Regions from separate parts of the Sus scrofa genome. Here region 1 is linked to region 2. A link is a contact called in public Hi-C data. All regions are on one chromosome and are shown on one strand. The core of a region is the stretch at or near the end of the contact, and the rest is flanking DNA. Distances in the headings are between cores, read along the strand shown. Region 1 has its middle 92 kb from the start of UPP2. Region 2 overlaps ACVR1 (activin receptor type-1).

Evidence for each region. A called contact is a pair of places that touch in the nucleus more often than the background predicts.
Region 1: a contact with region 2 is called in a Hi-C map of skeletal muscle, with 7 times the contacts expected there. The contact joins two enhancer-like sites. A contact is called at or near these places in 2 of 5 promoter capture datasets (fetal liver and liver), 33 of 47 Hi-C or Micro-C datasets (adipocytes, adipose tissue, alveolar macrophages and 18 more) and 2 of 2 datasets of contacts at active chromatin or transcription factors (alveolar macrophages and skeletal muscle).

Annotation. Positions count from the first base shown.
Region 1 is chr15:64,994,618-64,998,719 of Sscrofa11.1, forward strand. No RefSeq gene overlaps it. Among named protein-coding and RNA genes, the nearest start is that of UPP2, 92 kb to the right of the region's middle. Within about 2 kb of position 1,539, at least 8 of the 83 cell types and tissues checked have an H3K27ac peak or open chromatin away from gene starts, as enhancers often do. A contact at or near this core is called in skeletal muscle, where this site is marked.
Region 2 is chr15:64,793,712-64,798,477 of Sscrofa11.1, forward strand. ACVR1 (activin receptor type-1) reads right to left here. Exons shown (of 11, transcript XM_001927798.7): 4 at 1,139-1,402. Among named protein-coding and RNA genes, the nearest start is that of ACVR1, 96 kb to the right of the region's middle. Within about 2 kb of position 2,805, at least 3 of the 83 cell types and tissues checked have an H3K27ac peak or open chromatin away from gene starts, as enhancers often do. A contact at or near this core is called in skeletal muscle, where this site is marked.

The DNA of each region.
Region 1 (4,102 bases), core at 289-2,788, 200 kb after region 2:
TCCGCCTATTATTTTGAGACCGTGGTTGACTGAGTAACGGAAGCCACAGAAAGCAAAAGCTGAGATGAGAGGACAACTGTACATATGTCTATTCATGAAACTTTGCCAGAGTGTTTCAGGAATGCCAGTCTAAAGGGTAAATTGACTATTTTGAGAAGATCGTTACTTCTTTAGCTTATTAGAAATAAGCCAATGTGAGATTAGTAATTATCTTTCAAAATGCTAAATTACTTATTTGATTCTGTGGTATTCCAGGCATACAGTAGGTGTTCAGTCAATGTTTGATGAATTATAAAGAGTACCTAAATAGCTTTTACCAGTTCCGGAGAAGTGGAAAGGAATGCTATTTGACGTGGGTTAGCACTGGAATTTTTCCTAAATACACAGATGTTTGAAGGCTTTACTCAATAAAATACTGTACTAGTACAATGAAGTTAGTGGGTATCTTGTTTCCCCAAAGTTAATGACTTTCTCAAGCACTTGGCTTTCTTACCATATGATTAGTCCCATTATTTCTAGGCCAATCAATAGGCATGATTCCAAGATTAAGAGCAATTCGGATCATTATTCTCCTTTCATCACATATCCATTATTTTCTGTTTGAATAAGACCTGTAATCAGGGTTATTTACCAATCTTTATGGTGAAACTTTAAACCACTGATTATTCCTGTCTTCGCAGGTATTAAACGCCATTTCAACCATCTTTTCAATAATTTTGTAGTAGCTAATGAAGTCCATTTTTCCAGATTTTTCAGTCCACTGACGGTATATTGAACCCCCAAGAGTCTTTAAAAAGTATGTTGTTTAATTGGTGGCAGCTGTTCCTTAGGAAGTTACCTAAGTATATAAAAGTGTTTTTGCCATTTAATAGCCTTAAAAAAAACAAAACAAAACATACACACACAAAGTTACTCTTAACATATATATGGAGTACATATAAAGGTCCCCTGAAGTTCTTTGATAGCAAACATTTCAAATATAACTAACATACACAAGAAATTATAGGACAGTATCCTTTAATTTGGGATTTAATTACTGAAGCTTAAAATATATATATTCTTTTGGTACTGTGGATAGATATCTTCAAGAGAAATTACTAATTCTTTGTAGTTAATTCTAAAGCATGTACATTCTATATTACTTGAATGCAACATTTTCCTGCTTTGTCCTTGAATTCTTTCCAGAAATCATTAAGTACTGGATACATACAGTAATAGAGATATGCTTAAATGTCACTATTAATCCAGTTTATAACCACTAACTTCTTACATGAGAAATTTCAAAAAGAAACGCTTACACAGACATCTAATGTCCAAAAGAACCAGAGCCAAATATAATGACTTTACAGCTGAAAGACAGCCAACATGCACATTTTCTGAGTGTGGTTTTACCGAGAGTCTGCACGCAGATGAAATATGAATTTTAAAAACATAATCTTCATGGAAAAAGTCCTTCTTGTCATAGCACTGGGCTGACTTTCAAGCCAAGGTCAAAGTCCTTTCTGCAGGTCTATTTTTAGGTTTTCCATTTCTCACCAGGACGCTCTTGGTTTTGCATTAGTGGGACACAGGCTGCATCGTGCTGCAGAAAGAGGAGGGACGCCTCCCCTCTGCAGCTTTCCCTGCTGCTGTCCGCAGACTCTGCAGACTCCCTGCCTCTGCATCCCAGGGGTCAATTGTCACGCTCCAGCTGCCCCCCAACCCCACCCCCTGTGGTTACTTTGCCCCATTAAGCAGGGTGTTCCTGAGATAGCAAAGGCATACTTGGCACTCTCCCTCCTTTTGTCTCTCGGATTTTCTGAGACAGGGGCAACCTCATGTGAGTGTTATTAATCAAGAATTGTCTAGATCTTCAAACTAAACCTGAAGGAAAAAGTAGTGAGGTCAAAGTGATTAATTTAGATTGAGATGGAAGAGATCAGGATAGAAGAGCCTGTTGATAGAAAATGTCAAACGCCATTCATTTATTTTTGAAATTGATTACAGAGCACATAGAAGACTGTAATAAAATAAATAAATAAATGCATTTCCCTTTCATATTATGGCCTTTCACTGAAAGAGACAGAGGAATGAAGAGAAAGGATCAGGAAGAAAGACAAGCAAGCAAACTTGATGTGGGCAGGATCTCCTCCGAGGGGAAAACATCTAATAATAAGCACATATATTTTTCTCTAAAAAGATCACTTGTTTTTTAAGAGGAGTATTTTCTTTAAATTTTTTTTATTAAAGTGTAGTTGACTCGCAATGTTGTGCCAATTTCTGCTGTACAGAAAAGTGACCTAGTCATACATATATGTACATTCCCTTTCTAAGAGGAGTATTTTCTAAATTTGTTATAAGCAGTGATTTGATTTTATAAAAATTTAGAAGCATAGACATCCATAAAACATTTTTTTCCTAGTTTTCAATGAAGAAAGATATAAATAATGCTGTTCTGGATGTTGGAGTATATTGTAGCCACTCCTCATGCCCCCACAAAAGTTTACTTTCATTGCATAGCAGCCCCATCTGGTGGTTATCTGTAAACTTTCCACTAAAGATACGTTGCATTTTCACAGTTCTGGGCATAAGTGGGATCCTCTCTTAATTTTCCCAGTAGGTGAGATGAAGTTAAGCAGGAAAGACAGAAGAGCAGGCATCAATTCAGTTTAAAAGGCCACAGATTGGAAAGGGGAATACGTGGCAGGGATTCAGTAAATGCAGGTTGAATTAATGTTGAGTGAAGTGGGAGTTGTGCTAAAAGCTGAGAGCGAGTGTGGTGAGGCCCCTAATGAACCTGAGAAAGCATTTGACCTTGCACTTCTCTGCTTCACTAGACCTGGGAGACTGGCTTACCCATCTCTGTAGCCTGACCTCTTAACATAGCTTTGCAGTGTCAGGCCCCTGCCCTGGGAGCACACTGGATTTACATGGCTGTGTTTCAGCTGGAGGGAATCCAGCAGCCAGCAGGACAGAACAAGTGATCAGCTCAGGGAGAGTGGAAGCAGGACTCTTTTTTCATCCTGTTTGCCTTTTTTTTTTTTTTTTTTTTTTTAAGGGCTGCATGTGCAGCATATGGAAGTTCCCAGGCTAGGGGCCAAATCGGAGCTACAGCCGCCGGCCTACGCCACAACCATGGCAACACCAGATCTGAACTGCAACTGTGACTTACACAGTATGTGATGGCAGCGCCAGATCCTTAACCCACTGAGCGAGAACAGGAATTGAACACGTGTCGTTGCACAGACAACGTCCGGTCCTTAACCCGCTGAGCCACAACAGGAACTCCTCTCCTCTGCTTCTTAACTGGCTCTTTGCCACTTCCAGGCCCACATCTTCATAGCTCTCTAACTAGTGGCAACAGGCATGTGATAATATTAGTTCTTTCTCCTGAGAAGGAGGAGGGTGCTTACCTATCGGTCTCCTCTGCATCTTTAGGTATCTGGTCAAAAACGCCTTCACGCGGGAGTAAAGGGAGCTCTGAGGGGAGAACAGCAAAGGAGCACATGCTGGGGAGGGGAAATTTTGTGCCGCTTGTTTGGACAGAAGGCAAGCCCAGGGGTTTTATTTTATGTTGTTTACGCAGGAAAGTCACAGATAGGGGCTTCCCAAGAGACTGTCTTCTGTAGCCACTGTCTGCTCCAAGCCATTCCAAGAGCTGCCTCTTACTCCCACAGCTGGCAGAAGCTGCTTCTGCCGGGTCCCTGATGGGGAAAAACTGAGCTATTTAGGATTGAACTGCCCACCTACTGTTAAGTAATGTTCTGTCTCCAGCGCAGTCTTTCCATGGAGGAAAATGTGCTGTAAATGTGCTGTACACTTGGCTGCAGCCTCGCCTACGCATTTGCTTGACAGGCCTGAACTGCAGCTCCGAGGCCCAACTCTGAACCAGCAAGTGGTCTCTGAAGACTCTTCTGGCATCAGCATCCAGACTACAGCTGGGGTGGGTAGGGCTGGCGACTAGTCTGCGAGGAGGGTCTGGTGGAATCAATTAGGAAAGTTAAGCAGGGGAGCCCATCAGTGGATAATTGCCTCTCCTGGAACAACCCCATCTAGCAATACTCCCCAGAGTTATTCAAGCAGTGGTGGGCCCTGTAGCATGGGCCTTGCTGCAGCATTAAGC
Region 2 (4,766 bases), core at 1,555-4,054:
TTTTAGTTTTAACCTTTTCAATACTTGATCTTCCATTAAAAACTGCCCTTATTATTCAAACATATTTGCTCATCAGAATTTAACCTCTTCTATAAGCCATAAGGTTCCTTAGCATACCTTCACAAAATACTGTTAACATGATCTTCTATCAGGTTTGTTTTTTTTTTTTTTTTTTTTTTCCATTTTTCTGTCTCCTCCCTTGCTGTTTGGCATTTCTGGCCATGGAGGCCCTTAGTAGCTTTTCCCTACAGTTTGTTTCTTTTTTTGTGAGTGCAAAATTAACTAAGTTTGTCTATTAAAAATGTACCATACATTAAGAGAGTAAATTTGGCTTGGACTGTGTGTACAAAAACTCCAAGGTACACTAGGCGTTCCCTTGTGCTGCAGGGGGTTAAGATCCAGCACTGTCACTGCAGCAGCTCAGGTTGCTGCTGTGGTGCAGGTTCCATCCCTGGCCTGGCCTGAGAATTCTCACATGCTGCAGGCGTAAACAAAACAAACAACCAAAAAGACTAAGGTACATTAATATTTGTAGGATTTCGAGATAGCAACTTAGGGCTCATTTTAAGGGGGAGCAGTTTCAGAGGAGGACTGAAATCCATACTAACTATAATACAGAGAAGATTTCACAGGTTGATGTGAAATCTCACCCAGCTTTAAGTTCCAGTGATAGATCGCTGGGCATCAGATAACAGGAGAATGGCTTTGTCTCCCTTCTCACAAAGAAGGAAAGGTATTCCTCTCAGCTACTGGGGTCTATGTTTCGTTTTCCTCCCTACATACTTAACATCAAGATGAATACTTACGAAACAGAACTGTTTCAGAAATTATGACATCATAGCTCCTTTCAGAAAGTAGTGTCAGCTGTTGAACCATTCATGACTACCAAGAGAAATCTAGGCAACCAAGCCGTCCCCAAGACAGACATCACCTTGGTCACGTTCCCCAAAATATCCATCCTCCCTGTAGATTCCAAAAGGCCACACCTTTCTCTTCCCCACTAGAGCTACCTTCCTCATCACCCATTGTTCAAAGAGTAGGAGGAAAGCCTTGTGGCTACTTACATCTTTAACCCACACAGAATCAGGACAGTACTGACAAAAACCCTTGATCTAGAAATAGAAAAGTCCACGGGAACCTTTAGTGGGCAGCTGGGCCGTGATGTTCCTGTTACACCAGTCCCCTTGGCAGCACTCCACAGCTTGGCCCGGTGACGGAGGCGTCTTACAGGTCATCTTCCCCTGCTCGTAGACCTGGAAGCAGCCTTTCTGGTAGACGTGGAAGCCATCGTTTATACTCAGCGAGGAAAAGCACTGCTGGCCTTCACAGTGGTCCTCGTTCCCACAGGAGAGGCCTTCACACACACACATGTACAGTTTGGGGTTTACCTTGGGCTTCTCATCTGCAAGGAGAGAGAGGAAGGGAAACAAACAAACAAGCAAACAAACAAAAATCACTGCACGGGCTTTATTCACCCCCACTGCTTCTCCAAGACCATTACAAACACATTAACCAAAGAGAAAGTCCAGTGAGGCATCACCAGGCATCACCTGACTAACCACCAAATAATAATCACCTCTCAAAATATGAATATGCTTATATAAGCTGGGTGCTGTTTTAGAGCCTAGTAGCCCCCAAAGTGGTTATCATTTGTCCAAAGGCTTCTGAAAATGAACTTCTCCTACTGTGGTTTTCATGTCGTCTTTGGTCTGATAGGATTTCATATCCCAATTCTTGGATCAAAATAAAATGTTTTACCAGAACATAACACTCACCACCTTTAATTCATGTTTTTAAAAAAAGGCTCCTCAATTAATACCATCTGTTAATACCAGCTCCTGCTGGCTCCATACAAAGCTCCATCAACTACCAATACAAGGGTTGCTGATACTCCTGCCCTCAACTGTCACCAGTATAGTAAGAGTTTACAAGGAGGCATAGTCCATAATTACAAATCCATATTATCCATATTTTCAGCCAGATGTCTAGATTAACTTTTTTTTGGGGGGGGGTGTCTTTCTAGGGCTATGCTCGCAGCTTATGGAGGTTCCCAGGGCAGGGGTGGAATCGGAGCTATGGCTGCTGGCCTACAGTACAGCCACAGCAACACCGGATCCAAGCCACATCTGCAACCTATACCACGGCTCATGGCAATGCCATGATCCTTGACCCACTGAGAGAGGCCAGGGATCGAACCTGTGTCCTCAGGGATACTAATCAGACTCGTTGCCACTGAGCCACGACAGGAACTCCTAGATTAATTTTTCAAAAGAACATTGTTTTTACATTAATAATATAAGTTCTTACATTAATTACTAGGGAATTTATCACTGCTTAAACATTGTCAACTGGCAGGGGAAAAAATTGGCACCAATTATCGAGGACGAAGGCCCCAAAACAATGCCTGAGCAGTAAGGTAATAAGGGGGACCAAAGGAACAGCCCACGCAGGTGGGCCCAAGGTGCTAATGGATCATCAGTGAAGCACAACAAATCAGACCTCCTAGCTGTCTCTTTCTGAAAATACCCATTTGCAGTTTCATCTCTCAAATCACCCTGTCTTTTCCCCTCCCTTGTCAGAATAATTAGTTCAGACTTGCCGGTCCCAACAGTTTCCACTAGTGGGAAAGCAGAGTGAAGCCACAATGTAAACACCCATGTCCTAGAGACCACTGATTAGTTAGATGAGGCACTTTCATCAAAGCACAGTTCATATAAGGAAAGTCAGCTTTCAAACCTCCCTCCAAAGGGCTACAGCACAGACAGGCTGCCTTCTAATCCTTGAACCCTTTGCAGCAGGTCTGTGAGATAACCGCTTCTTTCTTAAAATAACAGGTCATATGGCTGTGCTTTCAAGGGAAGACCTTAAGGTACGGTCTTTGAAAATGTCAAGTTCATTTACACAGATTTGTGTGGGTGTGTGTAGAGGTGTGGGTTATCTCAAAAAGAAGAAAAGCATGCTTCATCGTTCTTCTTCCCTCTTCAAAGAAGTAAAAAATAATTCACTGCCCACTGTAATGTGGGTGCCTCGTCCCACAGAGTAAGTGCATGCAGACACAGAGACACAAGCCTTCTATTTATAATTGATTTGCTAGGTCTTTTGAAAACCACAAGGGGTTCATCCAAGAGCAAAGACATGCCTGAAAGCAGAAAATCCAAAATAGCCGCTGACAGTATATGTATGTCACCAGCCTCACCCCTGAGAATCAAGCGCCCTCAGACATTTTTAATAAGCAAAAATTTTAATGAGCCAGGAAATAGTCTTTATTTTCCCTGCCTAGAGAAATTCCAGCACCAATCTATTTCTATGAGGATATATATTTCTATGAGGATATATATCTGTTGACACAATCCAGTGAAAAGTTTACCCTTGCCAAAAGCAAGTTGAAAGATAATATTTCTAGGGAGTCTAGACATGCTTGCCACTCTCAAATGGCACAAGGCTGGGATAAGGGTTGCCAACTATGCTGCCCAACAGGTGATGGTTCTTTGGAGGGAAATGGACAGCAGGGGGGTGAAAGGGAGGGTTAATGGTGTCATATTGATTTGTTTGTAATTCCAGCAGAGAATTTAAAAAGCTATGTTTAAAAAACTATGAAATAATGCAATTTATGTAAATCTGATATACTAACATGTATTGTAAAACCCTCAATTATTTTTCAAGGTCAATGATACTGAAAAATACACACTTAACACTTTAAAGAGGTTTTATCTTTTGATGCTGGGTTGGGGAGGATGTTTAGTGTTGGAATGAATGATAAAGTGAAAGTAATACAGCAGAGAAGCTGGTCTTGGACCAATAATGAATTGAGGAGTATGAATCATTCAGCTGCATCGACAGCCCACCAGGAACAACAACAAACAAATCCAGACCATGGGGGTTTCAGTCATCACTGAAATGGATCGTCCAGGGTACCAAAGAATTAATGACACTTTGCGGTTTTAATTTAAAAAAAAAAAAAAAAAAGAGTTCCGGTTGTGGCTCAGTGGTAACCAAATCCGACTAGGAACCATGAGGTTACGGGTTCGATCCCTGCCCTTGCTCAGTGGGTTAAGGATCTGGCATTGCCATGAGCTGTAGTGTAGGTCGCAGACACAGCTCAGATCCCGTGTTGCTATGGCTCTGGTGTGGGCCAGCGGCTACAGCTCCGATTAGACCCCTAGCCTGGGAACCTCCATATGCCACAGGTGTGACCCTAGAAAAGACCAAAGGTCATTTTAAAAACTGAAATAACAAAAATAATTTCTTTCACGTGCCCTCAGAGTGAACTCTGCTTTTAAAGTTTCAGCCCAAACGAAACTCTAGGCCCACAGGTGCAAGATGCATCCTGCCTTTCCAAGGTCTCTAGGTTTTGAGAGGATGTGGGGCTGGTCTGACAGATGTTTAAGCTGTAACGCACAGAATTTTGCCAAAATGGAGCAGCCTCAAGTAAATATCATCTTCTGTAAGATTCAACTCATTATGCCTAACTCTGCAGTCCATCCACCACAATGGGGTATAGATCTTAATTAGATTTTAAGATCTAATGGGTGTCATAGACTGAGTCAAAACCCAGGGTTTTCATATCATTTCTGCCACAATCACGAAAAAGGAAAAAAAGACAGCTCTGAATTTTATGCAGTAATTAATTCATGCATCTCTGATATGGAAGGACCATGGGTTCAGTTCAGCAGTTAGCAGATGGAAAAGTACCAAACCTTCACCAACTTCGCTTGCTATTTTACTCTTCACCAACATTTAATCTTTTCTTTTTTCTGGTCTTTTTA